Regions from separate parts of the Gossypium hirsutum genome. Here region 1 is linked to region 2. The links are chromatin contacts, called in public Hi-C maps. All regions are on one chromosome and are shown on one strand. The core of a region is the stretch at or near the end of the contact, and the rest is flanking DNA. Distances in the headings are between cores, read along the strand shown. Region 1 has its middle 5.3 kb from the start of LOC121214639. Region 2 holds the start of LOC107908329.

What was found. Hi-C and Micro-C count contacts between places; a contact is called where the count stands out from the background.
Region 1: a Hi-C map of leaf shows a contact between it and region 2, with 2.1 times the contacts expected there. The contact joins the enhancer-like site here to the promoter of LOC107908329 in region 2. A contact is called at or near these places in 5 of 34 Hi-C or Micro-C datasets (anther, hypocotyl and leaf).

Annotation. Positions count from the first base shown.
Region 1 is chrD02:15,165,106-15,171,976 of Gossypium_hirsutum_v2.1, reverse strand. No RefSeq gene overlaps it. Among protein-coding and RNA genes, the nearest start is that of LOC121214639, 5.3 kb to the left of the region's middle. Within about 2 kb of position 3,371, at least 8 of the 9 cell types and tissues checked have an H3K27ac peak or open chromatin away from gene starts, as enhancers often do. A contact at or near this core is called in hypocotyl and leaf, where this site is marked.
Region 2 is chrD02:14,707,878-14,714,672 of Gossypium_hirsutum_v2.1, reverse strand. It overlaps LOC107908329, which reads left to right and starts at 2,643. Exons shown (of 4, transcript XM_016835525.2): 1 at 2,643-2,959; 2 at 3,048-3,130; 3 at 3,209-3,408; 4 at 5,200-5,432. The coding sequence starts at 3,073. The coding sequence ends at 5,307.

The DNA.
Region 1 (6,871 bases), core at 2,122-4,621, 460 kb before region 2:
CAAAAACTAAAGCCTAACTTGGATCACTTCTTTGGTATCCCCGCATTACTCATACCGTAAACGCTAAATATCTGCAATGGTTAGAGAGAGTGGGTGAGCTTAAACAAGCTCAGTGAATGTCGAAGTAACCACAAAGCATACACAATACCAAAGGTTAAACAAGAGCATGCTATAACACATTCACAATCATATTCTAACCAAGTCACAATAATATATTCACGCTTCATTAAATCATAAAACTAACATATACTCTCACATGCAATTACACTCAACTCTTATATATATAATTTATTTAATGATAATTCATCGAGACAAAACAACATATTCATGCTTTAATAACTCACAAGTCTAGCTTATATATTCACATGCATTTACACACAACATTTCCATATATAAATCACATTATGATAATTTGACACTTGAGGCTATGAAACATAAAAGTGGGCTGTACCACCACACATCGGATACATAGATCTCTAACATACCAAATGACTTGTAGAGTTGAAAATATCTCAAAAGTGTAGCATTTAGCTAACACTCTTCAACACACCAACATACATTCCCTTATCTCTCCAAACTGTCCCAGGGCCTCAATTCCTAAATCACAAAACACAAGAGTGAGACTCACAATCTTATGGCATGCCAACTATATCCAATAGTTTGAAGAGATCAAAAAACCAAAATATCCAAAATTACACAATTTTAATTAATGATTTAATGCACATAATATCTATTCATGTTCATCAATTTACATCACAAACTTGTACACAATGCATGCTTATCGAATTCACATTTAACTGAACTTTAAGTGCCACAATAATTCTCATTGAACCATCACATATCCAACCACATATGTGTGCATTAAAATCAATACATCATATATCACAAACAAGTATTCTCACATATTATCTGTCACAATAATATCACATTCCATAATTCAACACTTATGTACTTACTGAAATTTCGCTCACCTTCGTTGCATATTTGTATTATTAGCATATCATTATCACTGTCATTTGGCATGCACATCATGCCCATAATACAACACAATTTCCAATAGTCATCACACATGTCTCATATTACACTATCGCATCATAATAATCAATCCACAATTATTCACATAATCACATAAATTGCCAAAATAAAATAAGGGAAATAGAAAGCTTACACTCGGAATTTAGGATAGGGGTTTAGGCTATTCTAAAACTCCTAATTAACACTATGAATTGTGTCTACTAGCAACGATTCCAAACACTCACTGATCACGCTTTTGCCTGATTGCCGAAAGCATAAACTAGCTTTTCCTTACCTTTCACCTTGCTCGCTGAAGGCTGCAACACTTCCGTATCTTCACCAAAATAAATCACACAATAAACACAATCAACATTCAGCCAAAGACTCACATATGCCTACCAAAAACGCAAGCCTAAGTTATATTCTTCATGAAACTGAAATTTGACTAGCAAACTTGAAACTCAAATATTTTAATATTTACTCATTCCCTTTGCCTATAATCGATTCCAATTTTTAACAAAACTTTAAAAAATGTTTAGAAACCTTCTAATCACATCAAAACTAATGGAATTTGAAACCTTGTTTTTATTCAAATTCTCAAAATCCTCCCAATATTTGACTTTTATTCAAAACATTCGATTTAATGGGTAAAAACTTTATTTAAAAGACTAGATAACATAAAAAACTAATAGGAAAATAATTTGTTACCTTCGATGGGAGAAAAAAAGACATTTGGTTGAAAATAAGAAAAACCCACAAGCTTGAGAGATGACAAAATCAATAATTTTTTTTGTGTGTTTTTCTTGAAGTTCTGTGGAGGTTTATTGATTGGGTAATAATAGATATTAAAGGAATGAAGTTTGTAAAATAAAATTGAGTGATTGAGGTTTGGGAAAGTAAAGGATGACAATAACAAAAATATGGAGAAAAAGTATCGTGAGTTTAATATAGATGGAAGGGGAAAATAGGGTATTTTAAAAACTTTGGTATAATTGCTTTATAACTACTCCTATTTTGAACCCTTTTACAAAAAAGTCCTCATTCAAAATTAAAGGTATTTTGAAACTCATTTGGAAAAATTGATTTAATTTCCTAAAAGTCATAGATGAAGATATTTCTGATTTACCACGCTACAAAATTCTGAACACATAAGAGCTAAAATTCCCATTTTACCCTCAAAACTCATAGGCCTAATTTTGGGGTGTGACATAGGGAGCATTCCTTCTAGAATGAGCTTGTCCCAAATGCTCCTAGCTACAGGGCAATATTTGAGAACATGCAACACCTTCTCAGATTATTGTCTATAAAAACCACTGCGTTGTTTTTCCCAACTCCTCGTTTTACCCTTTTAGCATTTGTAAGCAAACGTTGCTTGAAGGTGAGCCAAATGAAGAAACAAATACGTTGCGGGCCTTTAAATAATAATACTTAGTTGCTTTAGATGGAAAAAAACTAACTTTTTGTCGAGTTCCTTCCAAAAGAGCTCTGCTCTTAGGGTTCTTTCCCTAAGCCCTCCACCAAAGATCTGCCTCCTTCACCTCTCGTCTTTTACGTGTCTCAATTTTCTAAACATCATATGCATTTATTTCTCTCTGCTTAAATGCCTCCTTATATGACTCTTCGATTTCTCCCCTCCCCTTTCATCTCCTTTTTCATCTTCATCATTATTTCCCCTTTTCCTATAACTCTCCATTACTGATTGGTTACCCTTTAATCTCCCTCCTCCCTCCATCATGGCTTTCAGTCCCTTAAAACGCCAGAAATTTTATCTGTATGGAACATTTGACACTAGTCGATCCTTTCTTCCAACTAATCATCGATCTCTCCCCTTCTCCTTTAATCAATTTGAACTCTCATTTCCTCTAAAATTGTTCCTTTTCACCCTTCTATCAAAGATGTGCAACAACTTTTTAAGAGATTGCAGTTGGTTTGAAAGTTCAGAATTGGAGTCTTTTGCCGATGAAAGCAACTCTGTGCAATACACCCTTTAAGTTGAGTTACATCCCCATAACAATGTTGCTATAAGAAGAGGGCCTATTGCCCCCTTTGATCGCTAAGAGCTTGAACTTAGTGTAGCCAATTGGAGTCACTATTTAATTGGTCACATCCATGACTATAAAAATTTCTCTCTTTGCCTTTTACAAATACTTAAGATTTGGAATCTTTAGGGTCGTGTTACTGTTTCTTCTAGAGATGGTATTTTTAAAATTTTCGATTTGACCTTATATCTAACCCTCAACTCAATCAAAGGAAAGGTCTCTAGGCAGTTGATAGAGCCTTGTCGATGACTGTTAGATGGGCCCCTAATTATTTCCCAAGGTTGGACCTCTTTAGCTCACTAAATGTGTGGATCTAAATATTAGGTCTTGCTATTGAATATCTTAATTCCTTTGTTGCAACTAAAGGTGCTCATGGGCTAGGCTGGGCCCAACCAAAATTTTAGGCTTGTTTATTAGGCCCGACTTGAAAAAAGGGCTTAAAATTTTGCCCAAACTCGACCCGGATAAAAATGCTAAAATTTGGGCCAGGCCTGCCCGTATTAAATTTTTTATATTATTTTAAAAAACGTATAATACATTAAAAATACTAAAAATATCAAAATAAATTAAAAATTGAAAATAAATTAAAAAAATATGTATCCTTAAATAACACTAATATAAGTGCAACTTAACAAGCAAATACCTCTAAAATAGTAACAAAATTAATAATAAAACAAGAATTATACTATATCCAAATAATAACAACAAAATAGTAACAACATAAATAGTGAAATGGTAGCAAAATAGTGAAAAAATAACAAGAAACTAACAACAAAATAGTAAAAAAAAAGTTTTTTTTGAACATTCGGTCCGGGCCGGACTCGGGCAAAAAAAGTCTTACCTGAGCCTCGACCTACTTTCTAAATGAGTCTTAATTTTTTGTCCAAGCTCATTTTCAGACTTGTATTTTTAATCAAATCCTTTCACTTTTCGGCGGACATAAACAGGTATAGTTGCAACTCGCTTGGGAAAAATAGTAGGGCGAGTAATCCATATCGATGACGATGGTAGAAATCCTCTAAACATCCAATTTCTTAAAGTACGTGTTAACATTAACCCCTTGCTTCCTTTGATTGCAGGCTATACCGTTCAAAGGGATGACAAAGTCAGGTAATGGGTTGACTTCTGCTATGAAAGAATATGCAAGGTCTGCATCAGATGCGGCAATATAGGCCAGACCAGAAATAGCTGCCCCCATGATAGTCAGGAAGTAGAGGATATGATTAATGAACAAATGGAGGAAATTAGACAGCCTGGGCTATGAAAGAGAGTTTGATGTTCATCAGATTCATTTTAGAGGTACCATTCGAGCCTCGGGATCAAGAGGTATTAAGCGTTCCACTTATGTGGAGCTAATTCCTTCTGTCTCTGTTCGCATTAGTTCTTCATATCCTTTTGCCAGAGGATATTTCCATTTTGGTGTTAATAATGTTATTAATATTCATGATGATGGTAATGATGTTGCAAATAATAATGATTTGGCTGGAAATGATGCTCTTAACCGTCCTAATGAGAACAACAATGTTGAAGAGGAATAAGTGGAACCCAAAGAGAATGATGAGGATACTGACCCTTCGATAGATGTTGAGGAAGAGGATGATAGTGATGAGCGCACGCCATCTAACAGTGTTCTTGTTAATGAAGAAGCCCCCAACTGATTCTGAGCAAACTCAAAACCAAGATAGCGATGCAGGCCCCCCTTTCTCTTGCATTTGTTCCTCATTTTAACCCCCCTCTTGTCTCTTCCCCACAACCAAATCCTTTCAGTCACCCTATACCCTATTATGAAGTCATCCCTTCTAAAGATGATTTAGAAGAAAGGATCCATACACAATTTCCTGCTACCGCTGCCTGATACAGAGAAAGGAACCAACAATGGTGGGCAGATAGACAATTTATTCAGATTGAAAGGATCCTTGCTGAATTGTCAATGTTCTACATGCCTAGAGAAGTGTATCTTCAAACCGCGGCCTTAGCTGGGGCCTCTATTCATTCGAGGAGAAATATTCCCAGATTTATTGGACTCTCTAACACTGAATTTACGTTCACGAATGCTCGTTTTCTCCTTGAAAATGAGGGCAATCACGCTGAGTCCAGTCTGAGGGATCTAGGCGAGAAAGAAAAAGAAATGCCCCAGTTATTGATGCTCAGTTAAACGCTTCAACTGACAGTCATTCACAATGGAGATAATTCTAGTAGAAATTCTTTTGACTTTGTTATCTATGTTGATAATCAATCTACTAATGTTCACTTTGAAATTACTAATATTGATACCATGGCTACTAAGACGACATCACTATGTTTGATAGATTGAATTCTGTGCAGGTGGTTGGGCTAGAGTCAAAAGACGTTCTTAGACCTGAAAACTATATGCCAAATTGTTTTTTCTAGTGGTTCCCCACTAGTAATAGTTCGGAAGAGGAATTGATGCAGGAGCATCTATTGGGTAGTTAACTACTTTGGCCCAAATTGAAGAAGATGAAGCTACAAATATTTTGGGCTTGGAAAGTCTAATGGTCTGCAACACAAAGAGCCTAATTTGGGTAGAAGATTTTTAAGAGACTTTTTTCTATGGATTCATTAAATAAGTAGGATGCATGAATTAGCAATTCCCCTCTGTTTATTTGTTTTTGTGGGCTTCAACAACAGGGTGAGTTTGGATAAATGGTGAAGATGAAATGTGATACACTATATTTAATTTATTTTTATTTCTTGTTACAATATGTTACAATATTTAATCTTTATCTTCACCGTTGTTTATACACTTAGTGTAAATAAACTTAGTATAAATAAATGCACTGTACATTTAAACTCATCTAATCCCATCCTTAAACATCCTTAAACAATTTCTTAATCTACAATCACATGTGTTAGTATTGATTGCATCACTATCACTTTAGATTTAGGAAGTTCCTAGAGTGGCGGTTTATCACAATCTTCCCCAATCAAACTGTGGTAATTTTGCCTTTTTAGTACCTAGATTTGATTCCCCTATAGGAACACTCTTCTGATGCCTTTTATGGTCATGAGGATACTAAACGAAGACACACTTCCAACCTTGAAGGTCCGGAACCCAACTCATTTCCCACTATTGTTCTCTGTGACGCTGAAGCAAGATTTGATGCTATGTCCATCAATGATTCCAGTCTATATGTTTATCAAAAAAAGAAAAAAATATTTGCAGGGGAAAGCTCCACTGCAACTAGCCCCCCATCGCCACAAAGAAGGCTATCTCCCCCATTTTCCCCAAATATTGATCTAGCTGCAAACTCGAATGAACCTCCTCTTTCTGTTCAAGATGATTCAACTACTGCTGCTTTAAATGTCTCTTCTGTTTCTAAATTTTCTATGGTTGTCTCTACTGCTTTTACAACTGTTGTTTCTATTGTTGTTTCTTTTGCTATTTTTATCAATGTTGTTTGTCCTAATTGTTTTTTAATTTGATGTAACCGTTGAAAATGATACTGCTGTTATTGCCTCTGCCGAAAGGTTCAGGCAGGTTGTCCTTGATCAGCCTCCCAAGTAGCTATGAAGGTCCTTAGCTGGAATGTTAGGGGAATGGGAAATCCCCTAACAATGTTCCGCTGCTCTCGGCTAATTGATAGATTCAACGTTGATTGTTGCTTTCTTATAGAAACCAAAGCTAAGCATAATTGCTATCTTAGACTTAGGTCAAGATGGAATTTTGAGCATCTTGTGGGTACTGATTGTAGTGGATGTAGTGGTGGTACCCTTTTCCTTTCGCGTAAAAGCATTAATTGTTCTGTCATTTCAATGAATGAAAATATGCTTTTTTGTTATATTGAGGATAAAAACTT
Region 2 (6,795 bases), core at 1,394-3,893:
ATGCCACATTCTATCTTTCTATTTATTTTTCTTTATTCGTTTCCTTATTATTCTAATCTTTGATTTATTATTTTATTTTAGTTATTTATTTTAATTGTTTTATCTCACTTGGATTCGATTTCGTTTCAGGTTGTGTCAAAATCCAAGTTTCTTTCCGAATGTCTAAAGCCCTAAGTCAAATCCGCGACTTTGACAAACTTTACGATCCGCTTTTGTGTTCATCCTTTTCATCTTTTATCATAGCCCCAATTTTGGCTTCTACCATTCATTGATTTCTCGGGTTTTCGTTACACACCTGGTACAATTTCGACGTAGAAGTAGCATTGAAGATTTCAGAGCCTAAAAATGACATAAACGCGTGCAATTAAATGATTATACAGAAACCAAATCAACTTTCCTAACACAAACGTTCATATCCGACTTCCAAAATGACAAACACTTACACAGCAAAAATCGTTAGCAAACTAATGTTTAAGAGGCTAGAGAAGCGTCAATTGTTGTCCGATCCTTTCTTAGAATCACATCAAACAATCAAACCAATTACCCAAAATAGAGTTTAACCCTTATGACTCAAATTCGGTATCCAACAGCAAAAGAGGTTATTAACTAACGATGGAAGACATTAAACCCTTACCCAACGGAAATAAAGTGTTCCATAAGGATAACGAATAACAAATTCGCCACACCCGCATCAAGATTTGAATCCAGAAAGCAAAAAAATGAAATAAAAAGGATAGAAAACGTAGAGAAGCAGAGAACCGAAACAGTTTTGTGGGGAAGGAAGAGAAAAACGCGAGAAAAACAAGAATTTAATTAAAAGCTTTAAAAAAATAAAATTAAGTTATTTTCAAGAAAAAGAAAGAAAATGTAAAATATTTCCTTATTACTTTCACAAAGATTCAAACACAAGACAAATAGGCAAATTAATAAATACCTTACTACCAAACTAACAGGCTCATTCTTGACATTAGTTGATTGGAAATAGAGGTCAAGACAAAAACAATAAAAATTCCAAAAAAGGGATTTGAATACAAAACCTTAAACACACATCCAGAGCTTTTAACCACTAAACCAAACTAAATTACTTTACAAAATTTCCAAAATCTTAATTCAAAATCAAGAGGTGACCACTCTTTTCACTAACTTAATTCATTCCAACCCAATTTTTGGAATTATACATAATCAAAATCCTTACAAAATGTATATTGCTAATTGAATAAATTTATAGTATTAGATTATTAATAGTATTGAATTAATTGATAATTTATTATATTAATTGCAATAGTAATTGAATAAATTAATAATGTTAACCATATATGTTATGCCAATCAACTTCAATTTTTCAAATAAGACATATTTTTAAAATTGTCTTCAAAAAAAAAGTTATTTCATCTTAATGGTAATTTTATTTTAATAAATTTAGAATTTGTAAATTTATTATAAAGGAATAATGTTTTATATTTAAAATATAAATTTATACATAAAAAATTAATATATATAAATATATAATTATGCTTCGATGGTCTAATTAATAAGATGATTATTTTTTAATTCAATAAGCTATTTAATAGTACCCAAATAATAAATAAATAAATCTTTTTATATAATTCAAATCCAAATGATAATTAAAAAAACATAATTAATGTAATTCAATTATGTTTGAACAATTAGATTCTTGACTTTAACATATCTCCATTTTGTTTAAAAAAAACACTCCATTTTTGTATTTGTAAATTAAAAATTATGTAAGATTTTTCCTCTAAATCAACAAAAAGAAAAAAGTAAAAATCCAATTATAATTTACAAGATGTATCAGAATATCAGCTAAAGGAGGACAAAAGAATGCTTTACACTACATCAAACAACAAACATTATTTTTTTTAAAAAAAATCAAAATAAAAAACAACTTTATTGGGTTTGAACCATTTTAATCTTTAATGGGTTTGAGCAGTTGGGCCAAATTTTAAAATGGAAAGGAAGTCCAACATTTGGGCCTAATTTTAAAAAAAATCCAAAACATGGATCAAACTGGTTGAAGCTTCTTTTGGTTTTTTTATTATTGATTGAATTGATACGAGAATTTTGTTAAAGTAGGCCTAAATCGGAAAACCCATCTATTGAAACTAGTTGGGCTTAGAATATAAAAATGGTGTCAATTTGGTGGGAAATGACTAATTTATAATTATCTCGGGAGTTTTTCACAAGCGGATTGAAGATACAACGAGTGTCTTATAAGTGAAAAAAATTAAATATATAAATAAATGTTAAAAAAAATTGATTGTATAAAAAATCATGTAAAATTGTAAAACCATTTTAGTTCTACACTCGTATCTGAATTTTATTTGTGTATATTGTTTTTAAGAAAAATAAAAAATTCATCCCCGACCGGATCTACAATACAAGTTGATAGGTTGATGATAACTTGTAGTGCATTTAGATATGATATTTGACAAATTCCAATAAATTAAAAGACGTTATTCCTTGAAGAAAATCAAACAAACGAACTAGAAATAGCAGTTAGGAGGAAACTTGTAAGGAAATTCAACATATGGCCTTAACCAGGACTAGGGTTCATTGACTTTAATCAAATTTATAATATTTACCTTTCTTCCTAACCCACCTAAAACATACTTTGGATCGTTTCTAGCTGCCATTCCTACGCGCTATAATTTATTCAACAAAACCCTCTCTGAATTTTTCTCATTTTCACATACCTTTACTTCATTTCATTCCCAGACATTTATGGCGACTACTTCAGCATCCATCTTTCCATGCAAACTTCAAATGCCATATTCCTGCAAACTCCAGCCTCCCATTATACGTTTTAGCCATTTCTTGGTGATATCAAATTCAATACACAAGGCCAAAAATCATCAGATTCTACGGAACCACAATCTGCAACCGCCGGGCATCGGTCTTAGGTTGCTAAATACAGACAGGGTCAACAACCTGGTTCCTGGTTAGTCTTATCTACCTTTTTTTTTTCTTTTCTTTTTACAAATAAACAAGGAAAGAAATGATGTATTTGAGAGTGAGTTTTTGAGCAGGAAACTATGGGTTGTGGGACTTGTGATGAGTATAATCCTACCCTTTTGGAGGAGCAAATGGGGGCCATTGTTAAAACTGAAAGGTATGGATCATAAGTTATTCAAATTGCATTTCCATATCTCATCAACATATTTTGAGGTTAAGTAGTATATATGTACAGACGAAGTTGAAACAATAATAGATAAAGCAGAAGAGGTGACGGATATTGTGGAAAAAGTGGCGGGACAAGTGGAGGAAGTGGCGGATGATATCGGAAATCATCTGCCGGAAGGCAGACTTAAAAATGCCCTTCAATTTCTTGAAGATATGGCTCAAAATACAGCTGACGGTGCACGCTTAGCTGGGGATCTCATTGACAAGGTATTTTGCTTTCATTGCTATTTACCTAATCCCTTTTTCTTTTCAGCATTTTTAATATTTTATCACTGGCATAAATTCTAGATAATACATCCAAAAAGAAAAAAAAAATTATCACTAGAGATACCTTTTATTTTAGGCACTTAAAAAAAAATATTTACCAAATGGATACTCACCTTATGAAATTTGTTTATTTTATTAAAATTGCAAACATGGCATTGATTATTTTGCATTAAAATACCCCTTTTTTAACCAAAGTCTTCTGTTGCAAATTTAAACTAGTAAAATACCCCTAAAGCCTTCAACACAGATATTTAGTTGGGATTTTCATCCTAAGCTCACCAATCTTGAAAATGTGGTGTAAAAATTACCATTTGTTTTCCCTTCTTGATTTGTTGCAACAGATAAAAAGAAGCTTTAACATTCAAGATGTTCCCAAAATGTTAGGGTTTAGGGTCTTTTTTTTAGTGATTAAAATGAAAATAAATCACTTGAATGCAAAATAATAAAACGGATATTAATATCCAAGGTGGAAAAAAAATTAGTTGAAATGCGAATTTACTATTTTAACCAAAGTGATCAAAATAAATAAATTTTGTAATGTGAGTGCCCGCCATTTTGAATTTTTTTTTCTTTTGAATGTCTAAAATGAAAATTTTTAAAAGTTAGGTGACTATCTATGTAGTTTACCGTTAAAAATAATATTTATAGGAGACCGATTGAATTTTAGTTCAGTTTTCAACTCGAGGATTGTGAGGTTTATGGATAGTTTAAGGATTGGTAAAGTATTATATTATTAGTTTCAATGACTTGAGGGAAAACCCTAGTAACAAAGGAAAAAAAGGTGAATGTATCTAGAAATCTCTTAATTATAGAGACCTAATCAAATTAGTCTCTCTATTATTAAATGAATTAATTTAATTCATACCATTAAAAAGAACTAAATAAGGTCAAATTGGAATAAAATTAATATTTAATGTTTAAAAAAGTTAGTAATTTTAAAGTTTTTATAGTTCTATAAATTAAATCTTTTGTTTGGGATTGAATTGCAATTGAAGAAAAAAATTCAAGACATTTTTTATACAGTAAATGTTAATTTTGTTACAATTTGGACTTGTTTGATTCTTTGTGATAGTATAGGGACTAAATTGATCCACTTAATAATAGAAGGACTAATTTGATTCAATCTCTATAATACAGGGACCTCCAAGTACTTCAATAAAAAAAATATAAACATAATGAAAAATTTAGCCCCTAGTTGCCCATTTTGTCACTTTGATCATATTCTTTTTTGGCCACTTTAACTCTCTACCTTCAAAATTTAATCAAATTACTTATTTTTTAGACGAAAAAATTGACTAAACTATTAAAATTTTAACAACGTTGATGTTGTAACTCATGTGTAACTTTCTAAAAAGTTAGATGAATTTTATGAAAATTTTAATAATTTTATGTATTTTTTAAAATTTTATATATACGTGGATGTTTGAATCACTTTTCATCCCACAAAATTAAATTTATTAAAATCTAAATGCTTAAAGTCAAAACAATCCAAAAATAAAAAATAAAATCAAAGTGAAAAAAAGAAGTAAATTTATTGTAATTTCAAATATGTAGGTGGACCTTCATGTTCTTTATCTACTAAATGGCGGAAACTGCACATATCTTATTTTTTGGTATTAATCTATATAACACAAATTATTAAATGTGTTGATTATGTTGAAACGAATGATGCGATAGCTTCGTATCTATACCATTAATATTTCTGTGTAATCTTAAAACTTAAAAATGCAGGTAGAGGAAGTGGAAGGAAAAGTGGAATCTTGGATGGGAGAGAATAGCATTGATGAAGAAGCAAAGAGAACAAAGGAAGACGAAGCAGCAGCCAAGGATCAGGCCTAGCTTAGCCTAACATGCATCTCTTTTTAATTGCAAAAAAGGGTGGTTGATAAAACTTTTATTAGACGAATTTAAATCGTGTAATTCAGTTCTTGTCTTTTAATTTATTATACATCTTTTCCTGGCAACCAATTTTCACAATCCTTTTCGTCTTTCTCACCCCCAAAGAGTAATCCATCGAATTAAAAAAATAAATGGCGATTTACAAAAGAAATTTTAATATGTGCACTAAATAAAATTAATGAGGTGGGATGTCGGTAAGGGTTAAATGGCTTTTTTGAATAAATCATATTTTCAATGCTTCAAATTTGAGATGTATTATAAATACTTCTTTTGGGGCACCAACTTAGACTTTTATACAAACAACACCCCTAAAACCTTTTTTCTTTCTTTTTTATGGTTTATGTTGAGGTTGATGGTCGCCCTTTTCAATAATGTCGTCTTCATGGTTCGAACTTACATCTTCTCTTGAAAATACAGTGTGCCCTGCTATTACACCCAACAATTGTTAGTTAAAATATGTGTTCTTTTTAATATTAAATGATTTTGATATTGTCACACATACGCAACGAGGTTAGGTTAAATATTTTATCGGACAACAAACCTCATAAATCTCTATTTCCCTCTTCTAGATATATTCTCTTCACTTCAATCTTTCCAAACCAAATCTACTAAGAAAACAAAGTCATTATGAGTTCACCTATTTCATGTATAACATTGTTTTTAATGATAATGTGAGTACTAATGCATTGAGGTATGTATAACATTGCCCCTAAGGATAATTAACCTACAAAGTATCCTTTAGGATTCAACAAGCGCTTTTCTATGACAATTAGGGGTGTAACTGAGTCAAGTTGAACCTAAATATTGTCAAGCTTGAGCTCAAGCTCGACTCAAGATATAATCGAGCTGCTTGAGCTTGAGCTCAATTAAGCTCATTTACAAATTTTTGCACTCAAATTTGAACTCGAGCTCAACCTCGGCTTGATAATTAAGCTTAGGGTTGATAATATATATTAAGGGCAATGATTGTAACCTCCCCAACCTGATCTAGACGTTAAGACTGAATTCAGAAGATTACATTGGCACCAAAATAGCCCAGTAAAACTATCAGAGTTTATAAAATAATATTTTTAAATCATTTGTTTATTTTAGTAGAAAAACTTAGTGCATTTTCAAAAGGTACAGTATCTTTTCAAAAATCGGTTGACTTTAATGATTGTTTTGCATAAGTTGAATTCCAGTTTTATATATATTTCAAACCTCATTTACATAGTCATGTAGCATAAAAGTGATATTTAACATAGTTTTAATGAAAATCAGATTTCATGCAAAATTAAATCAGGTTCCATATTTCAGCAGTCCTAAAATCAACGTACATGTCATGCATGCCAAATAAATCCAAAACCTAAGTCTCATGCCATAGTTCAAATAAACCATACAATCTCTAAATAACAAAAATTTCAAATAATAAATCTAAATATTTTTTAA